Regions from separate parts of the Oryctolagus cuniculus genome. Here region 2 is linked to region 1. A link is a contact called in public Hi-C data. All regions are on one chromosome and are shown on one strand. Each heading gives the region's core, a stretch centred on a gene start, on an enhancer-like site or on the middle of the called end of the contact. The rest is flanking DNA. Distances are from core to core; before and after follow the strand shown.

What was found. Hi-C and Micro-C count contacts between places; a contact is called where the count stands out from the background.
Region 2: a Hi-C map of an unstated tissue shows a contact between it and region 1, with 3 times the contacts expected there. The contact joins the promoter of OSGEP here to the enhancer-like site in region 1. A contact is called at or near these places in 3 of 6 Hi-C or Micro-C datasets (ear pinna, psoas muscle and an unstated tissue).

Annotation. Positions count from the first base shown.
Region 1 is chr12:54,233,960-54,240,411 of mOryCun1.1, forward strand. It overlaps RNASE10 (ribonuclease A family member 10 (inactive)), which reads right to left. Exons shown (of 3, transcript XM_070053946.1): 3 at 4,143-6,330. The coding sequence ends at 5,675. Among named protein-coding and RNA genes, the nearest start is that of RNASE10, 17 kb to the right of the region's middle. Within about 2 kb of position 3,187, at least 4 of the 8 cell types and tissues checked have an H3K27ac peak or open chromatin away from gene starts, as enhancers often do.
Region 2 is chr12:54,294,844-54,301,295 of mOryCun1.1, forward strand. OSGEP (O-sialoglycoprotein endopeptidase) reads left to right here and starts at 2,641. Exons shown (of 11, transcript XM_002718032.5): 1 at 2,641-2,955; 2 at 4,693-4,812; 3 at 4,983-5,158. The coding sequence starts at 2,841. It overlaps APEX1 (apurinic/apyrimidinic endodeoxyribonuclease 1), which reads right to left and starts at 2,448. Exons shown (of 5, transcript XM_008269300.4): 1 at 2,312-2,448; 2 at 1,858-1,983; 3 at 1,455-1,642; 4 at 1-134. The coding sequence starts at 1,915.

The DNA of each region.
Region 1 (6,452 bases), core at 1,937-4,436:
AGCTGCTACCTGCGATACTGGCATCCCACATGGGCACTGGCTGTGCCATGTATGATCCAGCTCCCTGCTAATGTGCCTGGGAAATCAGCAGAAAATGACCCAAATGCTTGGGCCTCTGCGACCCATGTGGTAGACCCAGATGAATTCCTGGCTCCTGACTTGGGCCTGGACCAGCCCTGGCTGTTATGGCCATTTGGAGAGTAAACCAGCAATTGGAAGACCTCTCTCTCTCTCTCTCTCTCTCTCTCTCTCTCTCTCTTTCTGTGTGTGTGTGTGTGTGTGTAACTTTGCCTTTCTTTCTTTTTTTTTTAAATTTATTTATTTATTCAAAAATCAGAGTTATACAGAGAGAGAAGGAGAGGCAGAGAGAGAGAGAGAGAGAGAGAGAGAGGTCTTCCATCTGCTGGTTCACTCCCCTGTTGGCCACAACAGCTGGAGCTGTGCCAATCCGAAGCCAGGAGCCAGGAGCTTCTTCCAGGTCTCCCACGTGGGTGCATTGGCCCAAGGACTTGGGCCATCTTCCACTTCTTTCCCAGGCCATAGCAGATAGCTGGATCAGAAGTGGAGCAGCTGGGACTTGAACTGGTGCCCACATGGGATGCCGGCACTGCAGGCGACGGCTTTACCTGCTATGCCACAACATTATATATAAATCACTTCTGAGTATATCCACGCTCACCTTTTGAAGGGAAGAGTATCAACAAAAGTGTGAACAAATTTTAAAGCTACCACAATAACTAAAAACCATGAAGCTGTTATCTAGAGTCCCAGATACTGAATAGAATTGGCTGACTATACTCCAAAGAGGAAAGTTGGACATATGGTGTAGTGATAACATCCTTGAGCCAGGAGATTTGGTTCACCTTTCTCTGGCATGATAATGACTGTAAAAGGACCACAAAAGGTCAAGGGTTATTATATTTGAGAACAGGCCATACCAAAAAGAAAAAAAAAAAGTGAGTTCAGTTTGATTCATATACAAGGCATTGTGTTAGCTCTACTAAGGATATACTCATTTACTGATAAGCATGAACCAGAGAGGTTGTTTTCCCATGATCAGCTAATAAATGTTAGAACTAGGGCTTCAACCCAATCCTTGCATGGCTGCCTTCCTGTGATGTGAAGCTCCATACATCATGTGCTTAACTGATTTATGTTACACTGACATTCGTTTGTTTTTAAAGATTTATTTATTTAGGGACCAATGCTGTGGCCTATTGGGTAAAGCCACCGCCTACATTGCTGGCTCCCACAAAGGCACTGGTTCAAGTTCCAGCTGCTCCACTTCTGATTCAGCTCTCTGCTATGGCCTGGGAAAGCAGTAAAAGATAACCCAAGTCCTTGGGCCCCTGCACCTGCGTGGGAGACTCAGAAGAAGCTCCTGGCTCTTGGCTTCAGATTGGCATGGCTCTGGCTGTTGTGGCTATCTGGGGGAGTGAACCATCAAATAGAAGAACTCTCTCTCTCTCTCTCTCTCTCTCTCTCTGCCTCTGCCTCTCTGTAACACTGCCTTTCAAAAAATAAATAAATCTTAAAAAAAGAAAAGAAATCTATCGTTGTCCTCTGACTCCTTGAGTACTCTGTCTTTAACCTTAGAAATGCATTCTTACGACTTTAGTACCCTAATTCGATTGCTTGTTCTACAGTGGCCCTTATCCACACCAGCCCACCAGAGCAGTGCCCAGTGCTGGCTTGAACAAGATCACCTCCCCTCTTCCTATCACATCAACCCTTCTGGGTCTCATTTGTCATATGATACCAACATAGATGCAATGTTTCTTTTTAAAAAAGGAAAGTACACCCAGTAATAATAGCACAGTGCCAAACTCACACAAAATCATTTATAGAATAAGGGCTATTTTGCTCTTTTTCTTGTCACTTCATAAAGGTGCTGAAAATTGCAATTTTTTGAGATTACTTTTATGCTCTGTGTGTAGGGCTGCACAATGAGTGTATAAACATATAATGCTAGGCACTAGCCTCATGGTACTGCTGGAGAGCTGACATTGTCGAACAGTGGGGCATCCCAGAGCCTCCTCAAATCCATATAAACATGTAATAGACAATTATGCTTGACTAAGCACTCATGTTTTCCTGTTTGATCTTTTTGCTTTGACTTCATGTCACCATGTTCCTCTTCCTGTAAATCGAATGTTTACCTAGTTTCTGAATCATAATTCTAATAAAGAACCAGCCCAACTGCTCCTAGAGGTATTATTTGCACAATCTGAATCACTTTCTGCAAACTAATTGGAGCCTAGTCTGCACATTTGAAGAGCAGAAAACGGTAGTCCTATGCGTAGTGTACAGGGTGAAGAGGCGTGAACATAAAAAAGCTACTATATCAAAGAATTACTGAAAATAGCAATAATTCGCCCCTTGGAGTCCCTTTCAATCCCACCAAGAATGAGTCTCCAGCAGATAACTTCATCACCTTGGGAAGGAGAAGGGATGAAGTCCAGCTCAGTTTGCTTTTCTTGGTGAGAGTGAACACATGAGGGGCTTGGGAGGAAAGTCCACATCAAGAGCCTGGTAAGCACTTGAAACTGAAGACACTACCTAGATTTAGCTACAAGCTGAGCTGGGTGGGTGTCTGTGCCCTTGGGCCAAATGGGGGGGGGGCAGGAGGGGTGAGTGTTATCCATATAAATAATTTGTTTTATAAATACATTACAAAATTAAGGGATACAAGTGAAGTATAGCAATTTATCAACAAAGATGTAGGATAATCCATAGAAAAAGAGACCTGGGGGCTGGCATTGTGGCATCGTGAGTTAAGGATCTGCCTAGACACTGGCATCCTATATGAGTGGCTGCCCCACTTCCACTCCAGCTCCCTCGTAATGCTGTTGGGAAAGCAGTGAAGATGGCCTAAGTCTTTGAATCCCTGCCATCCATGTGGGAGACCAGGATGGAGTACTAGTCTCCTGGACTTGGCTTGGTTCAGCCCAGGCCATTGTGGCCATTTGGGGAGTGAACCAGTGGATGGAAGATTCTCTCTCTCTATCTCTGTAACTCTGCCTTTCAAATAAATAAATACATCTTTTTTAAAAATGGCGAAAGTTTTGTGAATTCAGCAGAATTTGGGCTGCCATGAGTTAATTTTCTGTCCCTGGGAGGCAGGAAACCCCACAGAGGCTGTTTTTTCCTGCTTGAGCCACTAGGAGCCTGTAGAGTATTTTGTAACTTTCTTTCCGGTGATAGTCTCTATGGTCTGATAAGTCTGACTACTGGAATTTATCCAAACAGGTGACCCGGAGAGGGAGGTAGGAGACTCACTGGAACCCGTGTGGGAATCCTTAGGGAGAGAAGTGGTGGAAAACTGTGAGAGGAGGCAGCCATATATATCCACAAGTTAGAGAATGTAGGCTTTGCTCCCTGGCTAATGCTAGTCTCTTGAGGGTTGACCCTGTGACTCCTTCAGCTTTGGTTAACAAGAAGTCAGACTTGAAGCGCTTTCACATTCCATTGCCATTCCTAATGCCCTTGGTTTACCTGTCAGACAAATTCCTAATAGCACTGATTTTCTCTGCAAATCTGTTCTTTCCTCCCCTCCTCCCCTACTCCTATGCTCTCTTGCCGTGGACAATCTTGTTTCTTCAGGGAGGGGTTCTCCACCAGGAAGAGTAGAAATTTGCCTTGGTCATGTCAACACCTCCTGTCACTCCTCCACCCATGTCTAAATGTCAGAGCAGCCCACGTGTGCAGACACACTTCCTGCCTAACAGCATGGCTCCCAATAGGTCACTGCCTGGAGCGCTGAATCAGAGGTGGAAAGGCAAATACTGAATGCAGGAAGTCTGGGAGGATATGAGACAATATATTCAAGTGATTGCCCGCCAGCAAGAATAGGAAAGAAAAGGACATTATGGAATAAATGAAGGGGGAAAATGGGCAATTAAAAGTCAGCTCAAAGTAAACCAGACTCTTTCTTCCCTCCAGTCTCCCAAGCATGTGTGTCCTTGACTCTTGGGGACTTTTACGGTCTAGGAAGGTGAGGCAGAGAAAAGCCTTAGAGGGGAGGAGATCTCAAAATCAAATCCCACAGCGAATTCTGATAGCCACTTTCACAGATGTCCCCCTGCCCCATGCATGTCCAAGTACACTTTCAAAAAATAACTACAGACCCTGAATTACTTCTCTTTTCTTTTTTGCCAATATTTATTTATTTATTTTAAAGGTAGAGTGACAGAGAGAGAGAGAGAGAGAGAGAGAGAGAGAGAGAGAACTTCCATCCTCTGATTCCCTCCCTCAAAAGCCCACAACAGCTGGGGCTGGGCCAGGCCCAAACCAGGAGCCAGGAGCTCCACTTGAGGCTCCGAAGTACTTGAGCTGTCATCTGCTGCCTCCCGGGACGCCCATTCACAGGCAGCTGGATCGGAAGCAGAGACAGGACTCAAAGCCAGGCACTTCCATATAGGATGTCAGCATCCCAAGCTGTATCCTAACTGCTGAACCACATGGCAGCTCCTGCTACTCCTGGAGCTATTCGAATTTAGAGGAAACAGGGTGATGGAAGCCACCTGTACCCTCTGTTTATTCAGCCCCATGGCTTTTCCCCTCCTTGAACAGATTCAATATTTTCTCTGCTGAGATGATTCTCTCACCAACATCCTTGTTCTCCAGATAAACAGAGAGGGAAAGACGCGGAATGCAAATAGGAATTCCCCTCCAACCTACTGATTCCACATCCCGCTGAGCTTCTGATGTAGGCACGATTCTACTTTTTAGACCTAATCTGGGACTCCTCCCTCAACCCCCACCTCACTCTCCTGACCCATACTCCCTCCCGAACCCCCGCGGGAGACTCTGAATGAAGGACCAATATCTGTCTACCTGGCACGGCACAAGTGACCAGTATTGACTGAACAGATCTCTGAAAGGCTTAGAGAAAGGTCAGGCGGGGTCTCAAAAGAAAAGGAAGAGGAAGAGGAGAACCAAGGGGAGAAAGGGGTTGGGGGAAGAAACAGAGGAAAGGGGGCAGGCAGGACAGGGAAGTCAAGGAGACTGCGAGAAAAAGAAGGAACGAGAAGGTGAAGAGCGGGGGAGAAAGCTCTCTGTCCCAGCGCGTGTTCTATCTTGGTCCGCGCCCCACAGCACATTATCAGCAGACTCCCCAACCTGGGCCTTGCAGTTTTTCCAGGCTCAGAGAAAGAAAACCTGATCCACATGGTTATCCAGACGCACTCAGGCATAGAGTCAGTGTGACCGAACACACGGAGGAGAAGTGCAATTGCGCAAAGCAGAGATGTCTTCTGTGGTTGCCATGGAAGCTCAGGGTGGGCAGCAGGAAAGGCCTTGTGGACTCTTCCAGACCACACCCAAAGGCAAACTCAGGCCAGAGGGCGGGCTGATGACCAAGACTGGGTGGGACCAGGGCAGCTCTTTGTGCATCCCTTCCCCAGACAGGCAATAGGCAGGGAGAGAGACAGAGAACCTAGTGAAACCAGGCCCATCGCCCTCCTCTGCCACCTCTAATCCCTGGAAGAAAATACAAGCTGGGTGACTCTAAGGCAAAGAAGAGTTATATTTTCAGGAGAGAATGATAAGATGTAGTGCATCCTCTCTTCCCAGAACCTACTCTGCAGAATCTGTAAGAGGAGGAGAGCTACGTGAGAGAGGAATTGGAAGGGGAAGAAGGGGAGACGGCCAAGAGAGAGGAGCGATGAGCTGCTCATTGTCCGGATGCTATCTGGATCTTCTGGTCATTGCAGGTTATAAAAATGTGCTTTTCCAGAACAAAAGTGTGATAATTGCAGTGAGGGGTAAGTTGGCCTGGTTTGGATAACTTGCAGAATGTCAAATCAAAAGGCCGGGGGCTTTTGTGACATTTGCCCTTCATGAACTCACAGGCAACAGCAGGACTGCTACAGACAGCTTTGACCGTTTTTGGTTCCTCGTGGATGAAGATGTACTGTGTTATGCAGCTGCGATTGCTCTCCTTCACCTTCTCTGCCATCAGGGTGTTGCATTCCCTGTAGAGCAAGTCAAACCGCAGATACTCTTTATTGCCCCGAGAAGGGGTCCCCGCTCTGGGCACCTTGTTTCCTGCAACCTCATCTTCGCCGAGGATGCTGTCTTCTTGCCAGCCAGACTGCTCTACTTCATTGTTGCTAAGCACAGGGGTTTCTGTGGTTCGGGCGCTCTTTGCCTTCTCAATGGCCTCAGCTCTGTCCTGAAAGTCACCGGACCAAAACTCTTCCAGCGACTGGCTGCTGTCCTCCAGGACGGCTGCGGCCATGCGAAGACCCAGCCCCAGGCCCATCCCCAGGCCCAGAAGCAGCAGCAGTAGCATGAAGAAGATCTGTGCCAGAGTCAGCTTCATTTTGGCTGGAAGGGGAGAGGGAGATGGAAGTGTATGACTTTAAGAGGAAAACTGATTGCAGTAGAGCCCATAGTCTACCTAAACCCCACAGCGTAGTCCCGGAGGCTCTCCTGCCTTGGGAGTTCCT
Region 2 (6,452 bases), core at 1,391-3,890, 60 kb after region 1:
CCTTCCTTGTCTGAAGGAGCTGACCAGTACTGGTGAGGTAATCCAGGCAGCTCCTGAAGTTCAGCTGGCAGCTTGTTCTCTGAACACTTGGTCTCCTGGAGGCACAGAATATCTGGGGCTTCTTCCTTTATCCACTGGGAGTGAAAAAGGGGAAAAAACATCAGCTCAGGAGACTTTTACTCAATACATGTGCATAAGCAGCTCTGTGTAGCAGCACAAATCTTGGACAATTATTGTAACTGACAATGGAAGGAGGTAAAAAAAAAATCTTAAATGCTACACTAAGAGATTGTGTTTTTTTCTATAGGTAGCGGATAGCCAGCTAAGATTTTGTTGGTTGTTTTTTAGACTTAAAAAGCAAGATTTATGACAGTCAAAGACATCCAGCCACAACAGCATGGAGGGGGACTTCCAAGAGAGGAAAAAACCCAAAGGGGCTGGTGTTAAGGGTTTTTAAGTACAATTCTGGGGAAGAAACTGTTAATAAGGTGGGGACAGGGACCAGTGCTGTGGCACAGCGGGTTAACACCCTGGCCTGAAGCACTGGCATCCCATATGGGCGCCAGTTCAAGATCCGGCTGCTCCATTTTTTTGAGTGGGAAAATAGCTTTATTTCTCTGGGGAGCAGGTGGGCGTTGGTTTCAGAACTTCTGGAACTGCTTCTTGGTGCCATCGGCCTTGGTGACCTTGAGCACGTTGAAGCGCAAGGTCTTGCTGAAGGGCCGGTACTCGATTTATTTTGTTTATTTGAAAGAGTTACAGAGAGAGGTATAGACAGAAAGGTCTTCCATCTGCTGGTTCACTCCCCAGATGGCTGCAATGGCCAGCGGCTGCTCCACTTCTGATCCAGCTCTCTGCTATGGCCTGGGAAAACAGTAGAAGATGGCCCAAGTCCTTGGACCCCTGCACCGGTGTGGGAGACCTAGAAGATCCTGGCTTCAGATGGGCGCAGCTCTGGCTGTTGCAGTCAATTGGGGAGTGAACCATTGTATGGAAGACCTCTCTCTCTCTCTGTAACTTTGCCTTTCAAACAAATGGATAAATCTTTAAAAGAAAAGAAAAGGTGGGAATGAACCCAACAGAAGACCTGATTTACAATCCTTTATGCTGTCTGGCTTGCTCAGGATGAAACATTAGAGCCATCACAAGGGCAGCTAAGACTTTTAAGCAGTAGATTTGGGAATGGAGGGTATTCTGGAGCTAAAATGGAGGCTGGCCAGCACAGAGGTTTTTGCAACAGTCGGAGGAAGGATACATTAGTAAGACTGGCAATGGCAATGAAGGAATGGACATTCCAGCAAGTCTTGGTTCATCTTCTACTGCTTTCCCTTTGCCCCTTGTACTTCTCCCACAAGAAAAGAAAGGAGAAAAAAAAGTTACATCCTGGGCATTAAAATGAAAAGACGCTAATGAAGCCCTGAGACCATTCAGCATGAAATCTGAATTCCACTCACATCTAAGCCTTTCTTCTTAATCCAGGCTCGAAGCCCATCCACGTTCCAGGAGCAGATCTTCAGTGTGGCAGCTTTGCCGCTAGGTGAGGTTTTCTGGTCTGGGGGGTCCTCATACAGCACGGGGCCCTCTCCTGCTGACTCTTTTTCATTTTTCTTCGCTGCCGTCTTAGCCTTCTTGGTCTCTGGCTCTATAACGAGAATAATACGTAGGGATAAGAGCTGGAGGTTTCCAACATCGAGTCAGAGTCCAAGGCAAACGCACCGCGACCCTGCGGTTAGCGCGACTTCCTCTCCTGCGCCCGCTATGAGTTGGCCCACAGCTAACATTTCGCCAAGGGACTCAGAAGCAGCCCCCCCAACCCCGCCCACCGCGACTGGCAGGGAGAGGCCGCTTCACTCTCACCCGTCTTGGGCTCCTCCCCGTCTTCTGCCGCGGCCCCCTTCTTCCCTCGCTTTGGCATGCCTGTAACGATCGCCCTTCGGCACCCGAACCACGTCGACCACCGAAGCAGTATCTTCACCGCGATGCCTAAGGATGCAAAGATATACGACTCAGCCGGCGAAGGCTGGGGAGAAAACTCCTGCCCTGGACGGCCCCCGCACTAAGTCCCGCCTTTCAAACCACATAATCTCTGAATCCTGTCCCCGCCTCGGTGCATCAGGCCTTCGGCGCTTCACTCCCCAACTAGATCTATCCATAGAGCGTTTGAATCACCGCGAGATCCGCTCTACGGCCAACGGGAGACCTTTACTAAAGGTCCCGTGAGGCAGCTAGCGGAGGCCCCTCCAACAAGCAAAAACGCAGCGCTGCACCTGACCTGCTCCTGCCCCGCTCCTGCCCCAGCCTGGCTCCTTACCCGAGCACAAAGAAGGGAGCACGCTGGACGCCCACGTGGGTAACTGGCGTGGTCACGTGACCCGAGGCCGCGCGTGATTGGGCCGTCTGCCACCACGTGACGGAGACTCTGACACGCCCCTCTCACTCCGCGGAGGGCTGAAGGTCCCAAGGCTCCGTTCTTGGGCTGTTCACGTTCGTGCCTGATGTACGGCTCCTTCTGCCGCCCTGACCGAAGGAGCCGGCGCCGTGCGAGGGGGCAGAAGCTCAGTGGCAGCGACTGGGCTGGGCCGCAGGAGAGAGGCGGGGGAGTGGACTAGGCAGGGCCGGCGCAGAGGCCGGCTCAGCGCTCCCGGCAGCTCCGGAGACAGGTTCCGGAAGGGGCCTTGTGGGTCGCCGGCGGGCGCAGGCGCAGGCGCGGGCACTGCCCCCGCGGCAGGTTTTGGTGTCCGGGCGCGGTTTACTGTTTACCAACAGCGTGCCGGTACCGCCCGCCGAGGGCTGTCGCGGCTCGGTGTTTGGCGCCTTGGCGTTCTCTCTCAGGCGGCGCCATGCCGACGGTGCTGGGGTTTGAAGGCAGCGCCAACAAGATTGGCGTGGGAGTGGTGCGGGATGGCAAGGTGCTGGCCAACCCGCGGCGGACCTATGTCACGCCTCCGGGCACAGGTGAGTCCTGGACTTAATTTGCGACGACCTTCCCCGCGCACATCACCTATTTCCCTGAACACCAGTGAATGGGGCCCGGGGAATTTTGTCCCATTTTACAGCTCGTTGAGGTTATGTGATGTTATTGTCAGAAGGCGGATGAGTGGAAGAGCCACAGGCGCTTGGACCTGAATCTTCTGGGGTTGTCGAGCTTTCATTGAATGCTTTTTGCGTACCAAGACCTCATAAACTTGTAGAAATCTACCCTGGAGTCTAATGTATAAACGAATTGTAACAGCGTGATGAGTGGTGTAATAGAGATGGACTCAAAATGTTGTAAAATGCGGAGGAGAGACGTGAAGATGGAAGGAATTAGGATTTAGGTACCGGATAGAATTGACTGGTATTGGGATACTCTTGACTTTTTTTTTTTTCACTTTTTAATGTTTGCTTTTTGCTTATTTTTATCTACTGGAAAGGCAGGGTGACAGCCAGCCAGAGAGAACCTCATCTACTGGTCCACTTCCCAAATGCCTGCAGTAGCCAGGGCTGAGTGAGGCAGAAGCCAGGAGCCAATAGCTCCATCCGTGTCTCCCATTTATGGGTTGCAGGGGCTCATACTCTTGGCCATCATCTGCTCCCTGCCAGGGTGCACATCAGCAGGAACTTGGATTGGAAGCCGAGTAGCTAGGCCTTGAGCCTGGGCACTCCCATGGGGAATGTGGGTGTCCCAAGTGCCAGAACACCCACTGTACTTTGTGACTCTTAAAATGGGAGTGGTGGTGCCTTAACATTGTGTCTTGGGGACTAAATGAAAGTACCAGACACTGAACAGCTTCTGTTCCGTATGGTTTATGAGCTATTGTATCTTGCCTACTCTCCCCTCAAACACCTGCACATATAGGAGGGGGCAAATGATTTCCATGTACCAGAGCAGCCTCTGAACAAGTAATGTGACGGGTTGTACGTATTAGAAGTGCTTGTATATCTATGTTTAAGTCTTTCCTATTCTAAGCACTTGGGTACTGGGAGTACAAGAATAAATCAAATAGCCAATGTTTTCAGGTAATTGTAGTTAAACTGTGGAAACCACTGATAATTTTAATGCTATGCTGTAATTGTTAGGTGTAAGATACAGTGATGTGATTATGTGTAGGATTCTGCATGAGGTAGGTATCGGTTGAGTTTGTTTTTTTTTTCAAAGATTTTTTTTTTTTAATTTTAGAGTTATAGGCAGAGAGAGAGAGAGAGAGAGAGAGAGAGGTGTCTCCCATCTGCTGGCTCATTTCCCAAATGGCCACAATGACCAGAGCTGGACCAATCTGAAGGCAGGAGTCAGGAGCTTCTTTTGGGTCTCCCACATGGGTTCAGGGGCCCAAGCATTTGGGCCATCTTCTACTGCTTTCATCAGCAGGGAGCTGGATGGGAAGTGGTGCAGCGGGGACTCGAACTGGTGCCCATATGGGATGCCGGCACTGCAGGTGGACGCTTAACCTACTACGCCACAGTGCCGGCCCCTCACTTGGGTCTTAATGCTGAGTAGGAATTGAGTAGGAAGAAAGGCACTTCTGATACCTGAACAGCTTACGTAGAGGTTAGAATGTGTCTGAAAACCTGGAAGACAGGGTGCTTGAGGAGAATGGAAGGAGTCTTCCTGCATTACTGAAACTCAGGAGGCTTCACTGTCATAGTTTTAAAATTCTACTTGTCTTTGCTGCAGAAAACCCTTATGACCCCTGGCCTGTTCCCATTTTCTAGGATTCCTTCCAGGTGACACTGCCAGGCACCACCGAGCTGTTATCCTAGATCTGCTGCAGGAGGCGCTGAGCGAGGCTGGATTAACCTCCCAGGATATTGACTGCATTGCCTACACCAAGGGTATGACTGGGGGAGGGGTCAGTGTTGGAGGAATGTGGAGCCTGGGTAGGTCAAAATGTCCTCTGCCTTGCCTCTGTCACCACCACAAGCCCTCTCCCGCTTTGACATTCCCTAGTTCCTCACCTGTTTTTTTCCAATCCAGCATTCTGACTACCATTTCTGTCCCCTAGGTCCTGGCATGGGTGCTCCACTAGTTTCTGTGGCTGTCGTGGCTCGTACCGTGGCCCAGCTGTGGAATAAGCCATTGCTAGGCGTGAACCACTGTATAGGCCACATTGAGATGGGCCGTCTCATCACTGGAGCCACCAGCCCAACTGTGCTGTATGTCAGCGGGGGAAACACACAGGTATTTTGAGTACTCCACCTATTTCATCCTACTTTGTGGGCAGTGAACCAGTGACTTCTGTGGCTTACCTGAGTTGTGGGGACTGCCTGTGAAACAGAACTGAACCTAGCTCTTCACCAGAAAACTCACAACAGAGTTCGTAATAGCAGATTTCGACAGGTTATTAAAACTTTAGGTGACTTTTATATATTTGATTATACAAAAAAGATTAGGAATTTCCAATTTAGAAAACAATGATAAGGATTTAAGCTTATATTATTTTGAAGCTTTTTTTTCTGTACATTTTAGCAATTAAAACTAAGGGGCACTACCAATTTATTTATTTATTTTTTTAAGATAACTAGACATTTTGTAATGAAGGTAAATGTAGACTTTGCTATTTTAACACTACAAAATGTAAGTAACTTTAAGAAGCAACTTTATAAATGTTAAAAAGAATTTTACATGTATAGGTGTAGCTAAAATTGCTTGGGATACTTTACATGACCTTTTAAGGTTGGGATTGGATTTCTTTCCCACGGAACACCTAATAGGGTTATTAGAAATAGCTCAGCATTGTCCCCAGCTTATGAAAGGGTTGTGTTCTGAAACTGTTTTGTGAAGTGGTTACTGTGAGGCACACCTTCCTGTGGTGACCATGTGGGAACATGAGTGCGTAGAGGGCAAGTAGTTGAAGCCTGAAGGATGACATACAAGTTTAGGGACTTGGGTTGTGGAAAGCAGCAATAGACACTGTAGGAGTTCATGAAGAGAAGTGGTAAGGGTTCCTCTTCCTCTTCCCTTTCGAATCTTTCTTAGATGTTAAAAGCAAAGATGATGATTGGGTGGTAAGGAATAACTAATAGAAAAAAGGTTTTTTTGCCAGCAAAGAAGTATATCAGAAAGGAAGAAAATCCCTAGTGGCACTGGGAGGGGAAAGGAACTCTCTGGTCCCTGGGAAGCCTGCAGCATGAGACCGTAGGTGCTGGGTATTTGCTGTGTGGAAGTTGGACACATGAAGAACTGGCCTCAGGAGACTGCCATTGCTGGGTTGGGTGGTCCATTGGTCTGACCCCACATAAGGTTTTCTGTTTCATCAAAATGACTTTCTTTCCAAATGCCACTACCGTGGTAGGAATCTAGAATGATTCTTGCTTCCTGTCTCCAAGCAAGATACCTGTTCCTAATCTACACCGGCAGGGTGGCGTCTAAGGAATGTGTCCAACCTGTGAAGCGGAGAAATGTATTTGAAATTATAGCTTGCGGCCGGCGCCGCAGCTCACTAGGCTAATCCTCCGCCTTGCGGCACCGGCTC